3 separate regions of the Zea mays genome follow, and all the other regions are linked to region 2. A link is a contact called in public Hi-C data. All regions are on one chromosome and are shown on one strand. The core of a region is the stretch at or near the end of the contact, and the rest is flanking DNA. Distances in the headings are between cores, read along the strand shown.

Region 1 (4,713 bases), core at 1,787-4,286, 400 kb before region 2:
CTGAGAGACGATAATTGGCTGCAGTCACTGTATGAAATTAGGCACAAATGGGTTCCTGCATACCTAACCAGCTTCTTCTTCGCTGAGCTTTCCTTAACTCACAGAGTAGAAACAGTCAGTAAGTTTTATAGGAATAACTTCAGTTCAAGAGTTTCTCTGAATACTTTTATAAGTAGATTTGATCAATATATAGATGGTCTGTATGCAAGTGAAGCCCAGAAAGACATCACTTCTTTTTCTCCTGAACAGTTTCTGAAAACCGACATGGTCTTGGAAAAACAAGCGAGGAGTATCTACACCAGAGCTGCATTTGAAACATTCCAGCTGGAATTGGTTGAAGCAATGCAACATTATGCCGTCAAGGTTCAGGATGGATCATACATGAAATACTACGTCGAAAGAAACGGTGATCCTCCTACCAGGCACACCGTTTTCTACAACGTTGCTGAGAAGAAGGCATGGTGCGAGTGCTGCAGATTCGCTTTCTCGGCGATACTGTGCAGGCATGTCCTTAGTGTGTTCCTCTTGGCCGGTGTCATCATGCTTCCAGAGCCTTGCATCACAAAGCGATGGACAAAGAAGGCTAAGTCAGGGCCTGAACTCATCGGGCTTAACGTTGGAAATGGAAGTAGCAGTCCAGATTCTGTGGCATCAAGATATAATGATCTCGTTCGTGATGCGATCAAGTGTGCAGAGAAGGGAACTGTATCGGCCGGCGCCTTCAGAGTTGCAAAGGAAGTGCTGCGCAAAGCCTTCATGGATATCAGGGGTCACGGGGAGAAACTGTGCAAGGATGCTCTGCGCTCTGCATCAAGCCGATAGCAGCGATTCGTTATTTTAGAGGGCATTTGAGAGATTAACCTGCTATCTTTGCCGCTAAATTTGTTGAGCGAACACGAGGAACTTCAAGTGCTTGCGACAGTGACTTAAGCCGCATGTCAGGTTGTCATGAAAAATCCAGATTTGCTAATCGAGACATGTTTAGTCTTGTTTGCTGAATCGTTCCTTTTTCTAAGTCTCTGATCAGCAGACCGTATATATAGTTCTGGAAAACACTATTTTGTACTCTAGATTGTACGAAAGCAAAATTTGAAATAGGAAGTAAGATAGAAGATGAGATGAAAATGAGCAAGAATAATAAGAGCCTCCAAACAGGCTAGGTATAGGGGAGAGATGAGGAGAGGAAAGAGGTTTACAGTCGGTTTAGACAAAAAAAAATTAAGAAGCCATGTGAGAAAGACAAGTGGAGTCATGTATTAATAGTGAAGAGCTAAATATTATACAAATGAGCTAAATGGTAGACTGCAACTGTCCTTGCCATCAATGGTCGGCTATATTATTAAACTTACTCTGACAACCCGTTTGGGTGTAGATATTGAAGTCTAGAATTAGAAATTGGAACCAAGATTCCTAAATTATGTTGTTTGCTTGTATAATGAATTTATAGTTTAAATTAAAGTTCAATTCCTCAGTATTAGACTATAACTAGAAGTTGTCTCACATAATTTAGAGAATAGACCTTCTGTATTGGTTGGAATTGCAATTCCAGATACATCCAAACAACAGATTTATATTGCAACTCATTTCCAATATCAAGAAGATTTAGTATTAATCTAATTTAATTCTACCATCCTTAATGCCTACATCCAAACAGACACTGAAGGGAATTTTTTTGGTTGGTCATAGGGTTGAAAACGAACGGGTAAAATCTCGTCCCGATCCGTACCGTTTTCCATATTTGATTCTCTCGTTTTTTAAATTTGTGGAAAATCCATAAATAGTTCGAAAACGAGAGACGGTCGGGTTGAACCCGTATTTGAGAAATCCAAGATCAGCCCAATATATATTAGTGCATTAGTTAAAGCCTCATATCCTTATATGACAAATTATATCACAAGAGGTCGTTATAGCCATCGACTCAGTGACAAGTGGTCTAAAGACTTAAACAACACCACTCATAGCTATAAGTACATCATAAACAAGCAAACAACAACTAAGTGTTACCTCTATGTATCTATTTGTTTCATGTTATTATCTTGCCATTCAATAACTAACTAACCACCAATATTAGTGTGTTTGTATAAGTTACAAGTTTCGGCTTAATATTCACGTCCCTTTTTTACACCCATTTATTCTACATCTATTTTCGTTCCTGGCTATTCTAGACCTGGTCTCGTTTTCACCAATAAAATACGGAAATGGAAACGAGAGGGGTTTTCTGTCTATTTTCGTTCGTTTTTATAGTCGGTCATGTGTTGCAAGTATAGGTGACCAGATGGGTCAAGTTATATGGGACGACACGAGGCACCACCATTTTGGCCGGCATGAGACCCATCATGGGTCGTGCTTGGACTTAGGTACAAGCCCATTGGGCGACACAGGCACGACCTATTTACTGTCAGCTCATTTAGCACGATGCTAATCACGGATAGCCCATCAAACCGACCACGACTTAGCATGACCCGTTTGTGGCCTAGTCTTGTCCTAATCTAGGCCACCATAATATATATAAATATGACCAACTCAATCCCCACTTTCATCTATTTTCGAGTTCTGTAAAAAAATGAGAAAAATAAGCAACAAAAAATAGGAAAAATAAATTATTTTCAAGCTATGTTATAAGGCAGACCTTTGGTCACTCAGAACCTTAGCACGATACGACATGATAGTCTATCATAACCCGTTTTAAATTAGTAGGGTTATGTTTGGGCTCAGACTTCGGCTCACGGACAGACACCATAACCCCGCCCGCTATTTATCTGTACCGTGTCTCGGATCGATTAAATCGGCACGGCCCATGACGGGCTCCGGCCGTGCTTGCACGGCACTGTCCATTAGCCACGTGTAGTTGCAAGGTGTGACGAGTGTTAACTTCACCCGTCCAATCGATTTTAACACGCGGGGGCCTGCGGTTAGAGATTGGACAAGGCCCGCCAGTAATCTTCTGGTCCAAATGTTAACACGCGCGCAATTGTAAAAGAAATATATGTCTATATAGTAAAACGCGAAGAGAGAGATACTTCTGCGGAAACGAATGGCAGCAGCAATGGCCAACACCACATGCCTCCGCTCCCGCCTCCTCGTCCTCCCACCGCCACCGGCGCCCCGCACCGTCGTGTCCTTTCGTCTCCGCCCATGCGCTACTACGATCTCCTCGTCCTCCCGAAAGAGGAGACCCCGTCTCGCGGCACGGGCGGCGCCGCCCGGCGGCGCTGTGGCCCCGGCGTCGGCCGCGTCGAAGGAGGATGACCAGGGGGAGATGGGCAGCGGCGGGGGCCTCTCTGCGGATGATGCAGAGAGGCTGTGTCAGTTTCTGCGGGCCGACCTGCCGCACCTGTTCGACGACGTCGGCATCGACCGGTCCGCGTACGATGACCGCGTGCGGTTCCGCGACCCTATCACCCGCCACGACACCATCGACGGCTACCTCTTCAACATCCGCCTCCTCAAGCTCCTCTTCCGCCCCGACTTCTACCTCCACGCCGTCAAGCAGGTTCAGCGCGCTCGACTCTGGCGAGGACTCGCCCGTGCGCAGCGAAGTTTCTAGTTGTGGCAGCTGTTGACTGTGCTGAATTTGGTTCTAGACAGGGCCGTACGAGCTCACCACGAGGTGGACCATGGTGATGAAGTTTATGCTCCTTCCCTGGAAGCCGGAGCTGGTCTTCACTGGCCTGTCGATCATGGGCGTCAACCCGAAGAATCTCAAGTTCAACAGCCATGTGGTTAGCACTCTTGCTTATCAGACGGAAATTAGATTCGTGTGGTTTTTGCCGCGCAGACATAAAACATTGTGTTCATTTCCCCTATTTGTTACCACATTGAGATACAGCGTATAAGAACATGCAAATGACAATAGTACATGTAAAGAGCAATATATAGTTACAAGTTGTCAGGTGAACTAGTTTGCACAGTACAAAAATTAACAGAGGTTTGTCTGACAAGTTTCCTGCCTGTTTCGTATACGCCATGCTGTATACTCAGTGGCAAATCTAGAGTAAATTTGACGGGTGTGCAATTTCTTCATGGATGCATATACATCAAGTAATGTGGGTGCATATATGGTGAAAATCTGCGCATTTTAACTGATTCTGTATTTTTTAGGGGTGCATTTGCACCCCCTAGAATGAACCTAGCTTCGCTCATGTGTATACTTGTAGTTCGTTGATAGCTTGTCAATTGTCATACACTAAACCCTATCCACTACCGGAATCCGGGCCTTTGCCGAGTGCCGGCCGGTTTGCCGAGTGCTTTTTATCGGGCACTCGGCAAAGCCGACTTTGCCGAGCGCCGCACTCGGCAAAGTCCTACGTCGAGTGTTACACTCGGCAAAGCCTTTGCCGAGTGTAAAATAGCCTTTGTCGAGTGTCTGAGACGCTCGGCAAAGGAGTTGTGTCCAGTAGTGATCCCCAGCCAACCATGATACAATGCTTCCTTGTACAATGGGGTGCTTAAATGAAACTTTTGTTTTGTTTCCACCATACCATTAGCACGTGATGCTTGAACACAGGATATAAACTTCTATACTGATGCTTAATGATATGGCTATAGTCCTACACCTAGCACTTAGCTTCCATAGCCCATATGGCTATTATTTTCTTTTCTTTTTTATGCTTTCTCCATGAACCCATGTACTGATTTATTTTGGTTCTGCTGTCACCTGCTATATGGGATATGGTTTTTTTTTGCATGCTAATCTTCTTCATTTAGATCATA
Region 2 (4,579 bases), core at 973-3,472:
CTGGGGTGTACCATATTGGGCTGATCCAGATATACATGTACACCGGGGAGTATTTATCTTTGACACAAGGAGTATTTACTTATTATGAAACCAGCTCCAAAAAGTGGCTTCTGAGCCTATCCACGTCGTCCATTAATCTTTCGACCGTAGGATCGGATTCCAACGGCTACACGAGTGTTCTCACGCACCAGGCGCCAGGCGGCCTCCTCATGCTGGATAAATCGTGACGCTTCCAGATGATACATCTCCCTCTTGGCTGCCGGGCGGCACTCTCCATGGTGAAGAGGGTGTCGACCGCGATGGCTACAACGACGACGATGGAGCACTTGACGCCCCCAACAGATGCGAGCCATTCTCCTCCTCCCTACGTCCTTTCCCCCTCCACGACACCATAACCGTGCCTGCTCCGCCGAATCTAAAGGTGTCAGGATCCCCAATCCTTCCCCTCCTCTCCCCCTCTCCACGACGCTGCAACTGTGCTCGCATCGCCATCCCCTCCCCTCCCCTGTCTCCAAGCCAGGAATCCCATCCCCACCCCAATGTCGCAGTTCTGCTCGCGTTGGCCGGATCTGTGAATGAAGAACCCACGGTTCCACGACCTCCTCTTCGTGGAAGCCTAAAAGGCATCACCCCCATAAGCGAGAGGGAAAAGACACATTCCTATATATTCTCTTAGTTTGTCCGCTGTTGTCTAGAAACATCATGTAATGAGGCTGGGAAACGATCCCACGGAGTGCTCCCGTGTCCGTCGCCTCGGTTCGGCAGAGGCCAGCAACCGCGGCACCTGGTCCACAGCAGCAGCCACCACGACTCGCTAGGGCTAGGCCGACCTAGATGATATGCAGTGAGCTGATGGGAGGGATGGGCGAGCAAGAATTGGTACAGTAACCGGGAGACGATCTTGATTTATTCCTTATGTCATGAATTCCTTTTTATTTACACCCACACTTTCTAACTTTCGTACAATGATTCGTATATTTAAAACAAGGCTAACTTATGTTCTCATGCTTTACGAACCCTGGCATATGTCGCAAAAAATCCTTACCTAAAGAACTAACTCTGCAGCCTCTTCAAGCTCTAGATTTCAATTCTTATGGCCTAAGAAGTGTTTTTTTATTTCATAATATAAGCTTTCACAACAATCTAATTCTTGGAGTCAGATTCTATAAATACCCAACATTTACTAACCTACATTTTTTTTTCAATTGGTGCCATGACCATCACATAATGTTGATGAGCTATTCCCTCCAAGTTGCTGATTGCATGTGGATTACCATGCATGGCTATTTGCTATTTGGTTGTCTCGACCTTTCTTAGGATCTATTGGATGTAATACATATTATCATTATTTAGCTAATATTTGCTAACTACTACCTAGCAGAGTGGATAGTAGGTTGTGGTGTTTATATCCATAACTAATGGGTTAATTAATAATTGGAGAGTAATGTTCCTGTTAGCCCCCATTGTTTGGGTAGATAGTAAGATAATGGGGATTTAGAAACAATCTAAAGTTTATTACAATCTGTTATCTAGACCTATTTATATCCATAGAGCTAAAGTTTAGCAGATTGCTACATCCTCATTATTAGTTTGGAGCCAAACATGTCCTGATTGTATAATTTAAATGTTTATAGGAGTAACCAATTTGTTTTAGCTTTGCTATTTTACGAGTGTCAAGATGCTTAACTATTTCATACTTGCTTTGTAGGAATGTTCGATGCCGACAACATCTTGCTCTACCAGAAGGTACCAGCTCCAAATCAAGAACCAAAATTTAGGAAAAATACGAACTGCAACCTTATCCGTCATCTTTAGTAATTCATGTGTTTATCTTATTTGCACCAAGAACTATGCTGGAGGCTATAAAACTATGAATGTTATTTGTGACATGTAAATAATACTAGCTTGTACATGCATCTAAATGCATATAAGAAACACAATGCACCTTTTGTTTGCATTCCATGTAAATTATAAATTAAATCCAAACATTGAAAAATTACAAAACACACACACACAACACTATGCGCGCATGGGCGCGCGCAAGACACTAGTACATAATAATAACGATATTGTTCGCTTCGGATTAAATTAAACCAAGCGAGTATGCGTGCATGTGTACGTCGGATGCTTTGTTTGTTCATTTGTGGCCCGTGAAGTAATATTTGGGCCCAATAGCCCATTCATCCATGTCCTAACCCTAGGGCGCGTTCCTTATAAAACCTATCTCCATTCTGTTCTCACTCTCAGACACCAGACGCAGTCGGCTGCCGCAGACTGGTAGTAGCCGGCGCGCCGTCACCGTATCCTCAGATCAGAGGCGAGCAGAAACCACACCACTCTACTGACGCCCGACGAGGTACACTTCCGCGCGCGCGCTTCTCTTCCTTCTTTTTTCGCTCGACGAGGTACTCTGCTTCACGCGCGGGCGCGCTTCTCTTCCTTCTCTTTTCGCTCTGCCTTGAGCCTGTTCGTTTGATGCCCAGATCTACTAGGTTTGTCGATCGTCGTTATGTGTGATGAGCTGAGCCGATTCATGCACTGTATTTTTAATTAAGTGTTTTTTTCCTCCGCCGCTACCTTTATTGTCTATGTATGAACTTGCAGCTTACAACTGGTTATTGAGCCATAAATTGTAACTGAGTTTCCGAGATCTATAATATTACGTGGCTGAGGCGCTTCATCTCTGTTTTGTTTGTATGACAGTAGGAGTACTAATCCAAGTTTAGCTTCCGCTTCTTCATCTACCTTTAGTATGTATTTCGTATATAAATACGATTGCAGTTTGCAACTGATTCTCGGCCATAGATGATTACCGTTGCGTTGTTCATCGGGTCTAGTTTCGGATCTCTGATGTTGTGTGGGTGGGGTACTTCGACTTGGGTTTTCCTGCCCTTTGTTTGATTACTGGTTTATTGACATATATTTATCTATTGACTTTTTATCTGCTATGTTTGATGTAAGCAGCAGTGTAACATTTTCCTTCAGCCATGGGTAAGGAGAAGACTCACATCAACATTGTGGTCATTGGCCATGTCGACTCTGGCAAGTCGACCACCACTGGCCACCTGATCTACAAGCTTGGAGGTATTGACAAGCGAGTGATTGAGAGGTTCGAGAAAGAGGCTGCCGAGATGAACAAGCGGTCATTCAAGTATGCGTGGGTGCTTGACAAGCTCAAGGCTGAGCGTGAGAGAGGTATTACAATTGATATTGCCCTGTGGAAGTTCGAGACCACCAAGTACTACTGCACTGTTATTGATGCCCCGGGACACCGTGACTTCATCAAGAATATGATCACTGGCACTTCCCAAGCTGACTGTGCTGTTCTTATCATTGACTCAACCACTGGTGGTTTTGAGGCTGGTATCTCCAAGGATGGCCAGACCCGTGAGCATGCTCTCCTTGCTTTCACACTTGGTGTGAAGCAGATGATTTGCTGCTGCAACAAGGTATGATTCCAGGAATTTCTATTTATTCTGGTTCATGAACTGAGATGCCTGTAAATGTATTTCAATAGTCTAGCAATATTTATCTTCTCTCAGTATTACTGCCTTCAAGTTGAAAATACTGCATTTGTGCTGTGATTGAATAGCTAATGTTAGTTGTATGCTAGTTTTGACAAAGTGAAACACTGATTGCTTGCATTTTAAAGGCCATCTGCTTCCTACATGTTTATGTATGATAGCAATCCATCTTTATTACTTCGCAAGTTAACATCTTTATTACCTCGCAAATTGGCATAATATAATATGGTTTTCCAGGATTTTTTCCCAATAGGTGATGTGTATTTATGATTTCACCTGTTTTTAGTTTTTTTTGTAGTTGGAGTACTTGCAATGTGTATGTGCTGAAAGCACAAGGAATTGCATAATTAACTGTTATTATATGATTGCAATTTGGTACTTATTTTACTTTGTCAATTAGTAGGATTTGTTGGCATGCACCTGATGAGCTCTGTATTTCTGTATACTTGCTTTAGGTTTTTATACAGCCTGCACTTGTTAGCATGAATAAATTTTGGAAATATGGTTTTCTGAATGGGGATTATTGTTGTTGACACCCCAAGAAATTTCATGCCATAAAAACAAGTGTATTGGGCCAGTTAGTTTTAATTAGTATGTTATTGCATTTTTAATGTTTGCTTGCTGTTAAGGTTGCTAGTTTCATTGAACTAATCGTATTGTTTGGGTTTTGCTGTTTTACAGATGGATGCTACTACACCCAAGTATTCAAAGGCCCGTTATGATGAGATTGTGAAGGAAGTCTCTTCCTACCTGAAGAAGGTTGGATACAACCCTGATAAGATCCACTTCGTTCCAATCTCTGGTTTTGAAGGTGACAACATGATTGAGAGGTCCACCAACCTTGACTGGTACAAGGGCCCAACCCTACTTGAGGCTCTGGACTTGATCAATGAGCCAAAGAGGCCTTCAGACAAGCCCCTGCGTCTCCCCCTTCAGGATGTGTACAAGATTGGTGGTATTGGAACTGTCCCTGTTGGACGTGTTGAGACTGGTGTCATTAAGCCTGGTATGGTTGTTACTTTTGGGCCTACTGGTCTTACTACTGAGGTTAAGTC
Region 3 (4,363 bases), core at 365-2,864, 400 kb after region 2:
TATTCTTTTATTATCGCACGGTTTCTGATCGGGTCGGCGCTCCGCGCGACAGGGGATTCGTGGCTGCCGGAGGCAATAATAGCGCAAGATGCTACCGTAACTGTGAATGCGAAAATATTTTATTGCCAAACATGTCTTCGATTTTACTTATATATAAAAAAATACTTTAGTTATGTTATAACAATTAACAAATCATGGTATGTGGTTTAGAGAACTGAGTTGTCAGACTCAGACAGGGTCTAAATGTGCTGTCTTAGACTAGCTCTTTATTAAAAGCTATGAGCTCCTTTGAAATGCAGGAATTTTAGTGAAATCGTGTATAGAAAGTTTATAGAAATTAGCTTATTTTCACAGAAAAAACGAAAAAACACCGCAATCCAAAGGAACCCTACATTTTCTATGTGTTCTATTAAAATGTAAAAGATATCCGCCCTAAACAAAAGCCTATCTCACTGATCGCAAGCATGAACCGCTAATGCCAACCCTTGACGGCTAAGCAAACGTAACCGATCGCCAAGAACGAGCAGGATACCAAAAATATTAACCCCCTCTACGTGGCCATGTTTCCCATGTTACAAGCGAAGGAGATAAGCCTATAGGTGTACATTTGTGCTGTGCCTAATAGGCCGGCCCAAAGCACACAATTTCTGGCACGATCCATATCTGGCACGGCCCAACCTAATTGTGGGTCTGGGCCGGCACGGCCCACATTGTGGGCCGTGCCTGGGCCTCAAGTCAAGCCCACGGGCCGGCCTCGCACGGCCCATTTAACTAAGCCACACCGAGGCCCACTAAATATAGACTCAGTATTTAACTAAGGTCCGTCAAAGCCCACATGACTAGCATAACTTGGAGAATCTAGAGCTTCATTAAGCCATCGAGAACCAATACCTAGATATGGATAGTGAATAGTGATGATGATCATTGTATATGTATTCTGTATGAATGTATAGTACTTAATTAAACACTAAACAGAGAACTGAATATTATTTGTGAGCTAGTTGTAATATTTTTTTCTTTCTGACCAAAGGTTTATAATGTGCATCCACAAAACATCTTAGTTTTATTTTGGTCATATATATATTATACTTTTTGTTGATGTATTACTGTTGTATGTATATGGGCCGGTCTGGCACATTAAGGTATTTTGGGCTATTTAGGCCGGCCTGGCACACATAACTAATTGTGGGCCGTGTCGTGGGCCGATGACTGGACACACGTGCTGGCACGGCACGGCCCATAATTAGATATGTGCTTTTGTGGGCCGTACATTTCTGGGCCGTGCTTTTGTGGGCCTGTGCCGTGCCGGGCCAGGCCGGCCCACATGTACATGTATAGATAAGCCAACGGCACCGCATTATCCATATGCAAAGGATGGACAGGGAATGCTGTTTTAACAAAACGGCAGCGGCTAAATTAAAAGGGGATGCGAAAACGAAAGCACGTACTTTTTCCGCGGCCGGGCCTGCGTCAAAGCCCCTGGGAAAAGAGTTTTAGTGCCATATTTCATATAATATATACTCCGTACATCTGTGCGCGTCAGTTGTACACTTGTCTAAACACGCCTTGAAATCTGCTGGCCAGACAACGGTTTCCGTACCCGGTTGTTCTTACACTACTCACATCAAGCTACATGCAAGTGCCCAGGGCAAACGCTTCTAGAGTATTTGGCCATCCACCTGGTACCATGGCTGGAATATTGCAGGCAGAGGCAGGAAAGCAAGCAACAGACCTTAGATTCCCACGCGCCCCTTTCGAGAAAATGGAACCACTCCAGTTAGTTCATGAAGACACAGCATTTATTGTTTCTGTGGGCATCGCATTTCTGTTTTGTATACATTATTATTGCAGCACAAATAAGAAAACTGAGTGTGGCAGGCCATATTTCACACACTCAACTCAGCCTCGGCCCCTAATGGCTCGAAAACTGATTCGACCTCGGCCATGTTTACTTCTTCCAGAGTGGCTGGATTCCACTTCGGATTCTGCAAAGTGATAGGGAAATTCAATGAGAAGCCAATTCCTTTTTACTTAATCTTCTTGGATAATAAATTAAATGCAGCCGACCACCCTATACTTCCATAACATAATAACTACTCACTCTATTCTTTTTTATTTGTCACGGTTTAGTTCAAAAATAAACTAACGGACGACAAATATTCGAGAACGGAGGTAGTATCAAGTTAGCTATGGAGATAAAGCAAACCCCAAACCGAGTTGCACCAAAGTATAATCTAGTTAGGCCTTGTTCGGTTATTCCCAATACACATGAATTGAGTGGGATTGAAAAAAATTAAAAAGAAGTTTGACTTGTTTGGGATTCAAACTCATCCAATCCCACTCAATCCACGTGGATTGAGAGATAACCCAACAAGCCCTTAACCGTTTTGCCACCAATTGCGCCCAGTTTGCAAGACATGGACCAGGTTCCCCAGGTTATAGCTTAGTTTGCATTTTGCAACTAGCACGGAGGACAGGCTGGATTGGTCTCCACCAGTTTCAGAGCAGATTTGATTAGTCGCTGGGTTGAGCCAGTCCTAGTAGTTTCAACAGGTTCCTGATAGGTTTCGGGACACCACTGCCCTGGACAGAGTGACGCTGAGGAAGTACCCGTTCCTTCCACTCGGTCTGCGCCATAGATGTCAGCAACACAGACAATGCCGTGGATCTTGCCAAGAGGTGTTTGGCAAGGGTCGAGTGAAGCTGTAGCCTAGGGGCACATATGGCAGCACACGCTCCATCTCCGTTGAAGCATCTGGTTATCTGATCAGGAGAGATCAAGCATGTGTGGCTGCCATGGGTGGATTAAGGGTGCTGGAAAGATCTCAAACTTGTCGGAACTCAGGAAGACTTCACGAGTGGCCAGGAAGAGGAAGATCCAGGAAGAACTAGGAAGAGACATCTAAGAGGATGCAATGGAGAAACCTAGACTCAGGAAGAGAACGGGTTACTAAGATCATGACGTGGCTTAGTGTGCCTACTCAACATGTTAGGAGACTTGTTAAAGTGTCTCGCAGTCGCAGGCTTCTTGACATGAGGACTTTCTACATTCTCGAACTAATATTTATCGTAAAGACCTAGTGTTTAAAGTTGCTACAATAACTGCTAAAAGCTTATCCTGGATTTAGTAAGGCCTATCCTGCCAAAAAACAGGATCCTGCAAAAACAGACAGGAAACACACCGTCCAGCTACACATCCTGTTTCCGTATTTTTCCGCAAATAAGGAAAAGGGTGAGATAAATGTAGAAACGTAATGTGACAGGATGAGATTTATCCTTCTTGGATGAAACAATTTAGAGCTAGTTTGGGAACCCCATTTTCCCAAGGGATTTACATTTTCCCAAGGGAAATTAGTTCATTTTCCCTTGGAAAAATAGGAATCCCTTAGGAAAATGGAGTTCTCAAACTAGCCAGAAAATCATATGGATAACTTGCCTGGTCCTTGTCAACTAAAACAGCACGCACACCTTCAACAAAATCGTTTCTAATCGACGACCTCAAGGCAATGCGATATTCCAATTTCATAACACCAGCCAGCTGAAACACACCAAACACCAGAATTAGCAATACATAGATAAGTGGTTCATGAACAATTGAAATTGTTCAGTCCTAGAGGATACTAGATTCACACCTTAGATAAATAGTGTTCACTAGTCCCATATGCTGATGCAACTTGAGAGAAATGCTTCTGTGTTAAACAAAGAGAAAATGGAGCGCCTTTCTCAATTCCTGCTAAAGCTTCATTGGCCCATTCTGCCACTGCAGCCACCAGAGGAACAGTTAAGTGTGTAAATGCAGTTATCCCTTCTTAAGCCACTATTGCATTAAATTCTTACATAGCACAAAGAAAGTAGGGGAGTTTTTTAAAAGTCAACAGTTGCATGTGAGTAATACATTAGTGTTGCCAAGGTGCACTAAAAGGGAATGTTTCATAGCGGGTACCTGCAGCATCACCACTTCGGCTACATTTCTTTAGCTCTTCCACAGATTCAGCCACTGATTTATCAGGACTGAAAGAAGAAATGATATATGGCAAAAGCTTTTTTAGTTGTGGTTCAGACTCTGGTTCTTTCTTGTATCCTGTCAGAACTGACTCAACGTCTCTATGAGGATCATTGGTGCTGCAAAACAAGATCAGATATCAAGGTACCATCAAAATCTACAGACGTGCAAGCAAGCACTTATTCCATCATGGGCTATAATATACATGAACAAGGAAACTGAAAAAATGGAGAAATTACAGATGATTTTGACAGTATTTAGGTTCTTCAGCAAGTACAGATAAGAAATATACAAGTTAGCACTCAGCAGGGACTCCTTGAGTGAACCCAAATTTGCAGAAGGTACATAGTGAGTACCAAG

What was found. Hi-C and Micro-C count contacts between places; a contact is called where the count stands out from the background.
Region 1: a contact with region 2 is called in a Hi-C map of ear, with 2.4 times the contacts expected there. The contact joins the promoter of LOC100274129 here to the promoter of LOC542581 in region 2. A contact is called at or near these places in 4 of 25 Hi-C or Micro-C datasets (ear, leaf and tassel) and 1 of 3 datasets of contacts at active chromatin or transcription factors (leaf).
Region 3: a contact with region 2 is called in a Hi-C map of tassel, with 2.5 times the contacts expected there. The contact joins the enhancer-like site here to the promoter of LOC542581 in region 2. A contact is called at or near these places in 2 of 25 Hi-C or Micro-C datasets (ear and tassel).

The regions. Positions count from the first base shown.
Region 1 is chr9:91,986,252-91,990,964 of Zm-B73-REFERENCE-NAM-5.0, forward strand. It overlaps LOC100274129, which reads left to right and starts at 3,037. Exons shown (of 9, transcript NR_158626.1): 1 at 3,037-3,493; 2 at 3,585-3,722. It overlaps LOC103638664 (protein FAR1-RELATED SEQUENCE 5), which reads left to right. Exons shown (of 2, transcript XM_008661510.2): 2 at 1-1,055. The coding sequence ends at 822.
Region 2 is chr9:92,390,534-92,395,112 of Zm-B73-REFERENCE-NAM-5.0, forward strand. It overlaps LOC542581 (elongation factor 1-alpha), which reads left to right and starts at 2,223. Exons shown (of 3, transcript NM_001112117.2): 1 at 2,223-2,356; 2 at 2,965-3,449; 3 at 4,206-4,579. The coding sequence starts at 2,988.
Region 3 is chr9:92,793,202-92,797,564 of Zm-B73-REFERENCE-NAM-5.0, forward strand. It overlaps LOC100272777, which reads right to left. Exons shown (of 10, transcript NM_001147230.1): 6 at 4,296-4,363; 7 at 3,944-4,122; 8 at 3,633-3,760; 9 at 3,437-3,538; 10 at 1,496-1,985. The coding sequence ends at 1,887. Among protein-coding and RNA genes, the nearest start is that of LOC100272777, 13 kb to the right of the region's middle. Within about 2 kb of position 1,615, at least 14 of the 20 cell types and tissues checked have an H3K27ac peak or open chromatin away from gene starts, as enhancers often do. A contact at or near this core is called in ear and tassel, where this site is marked.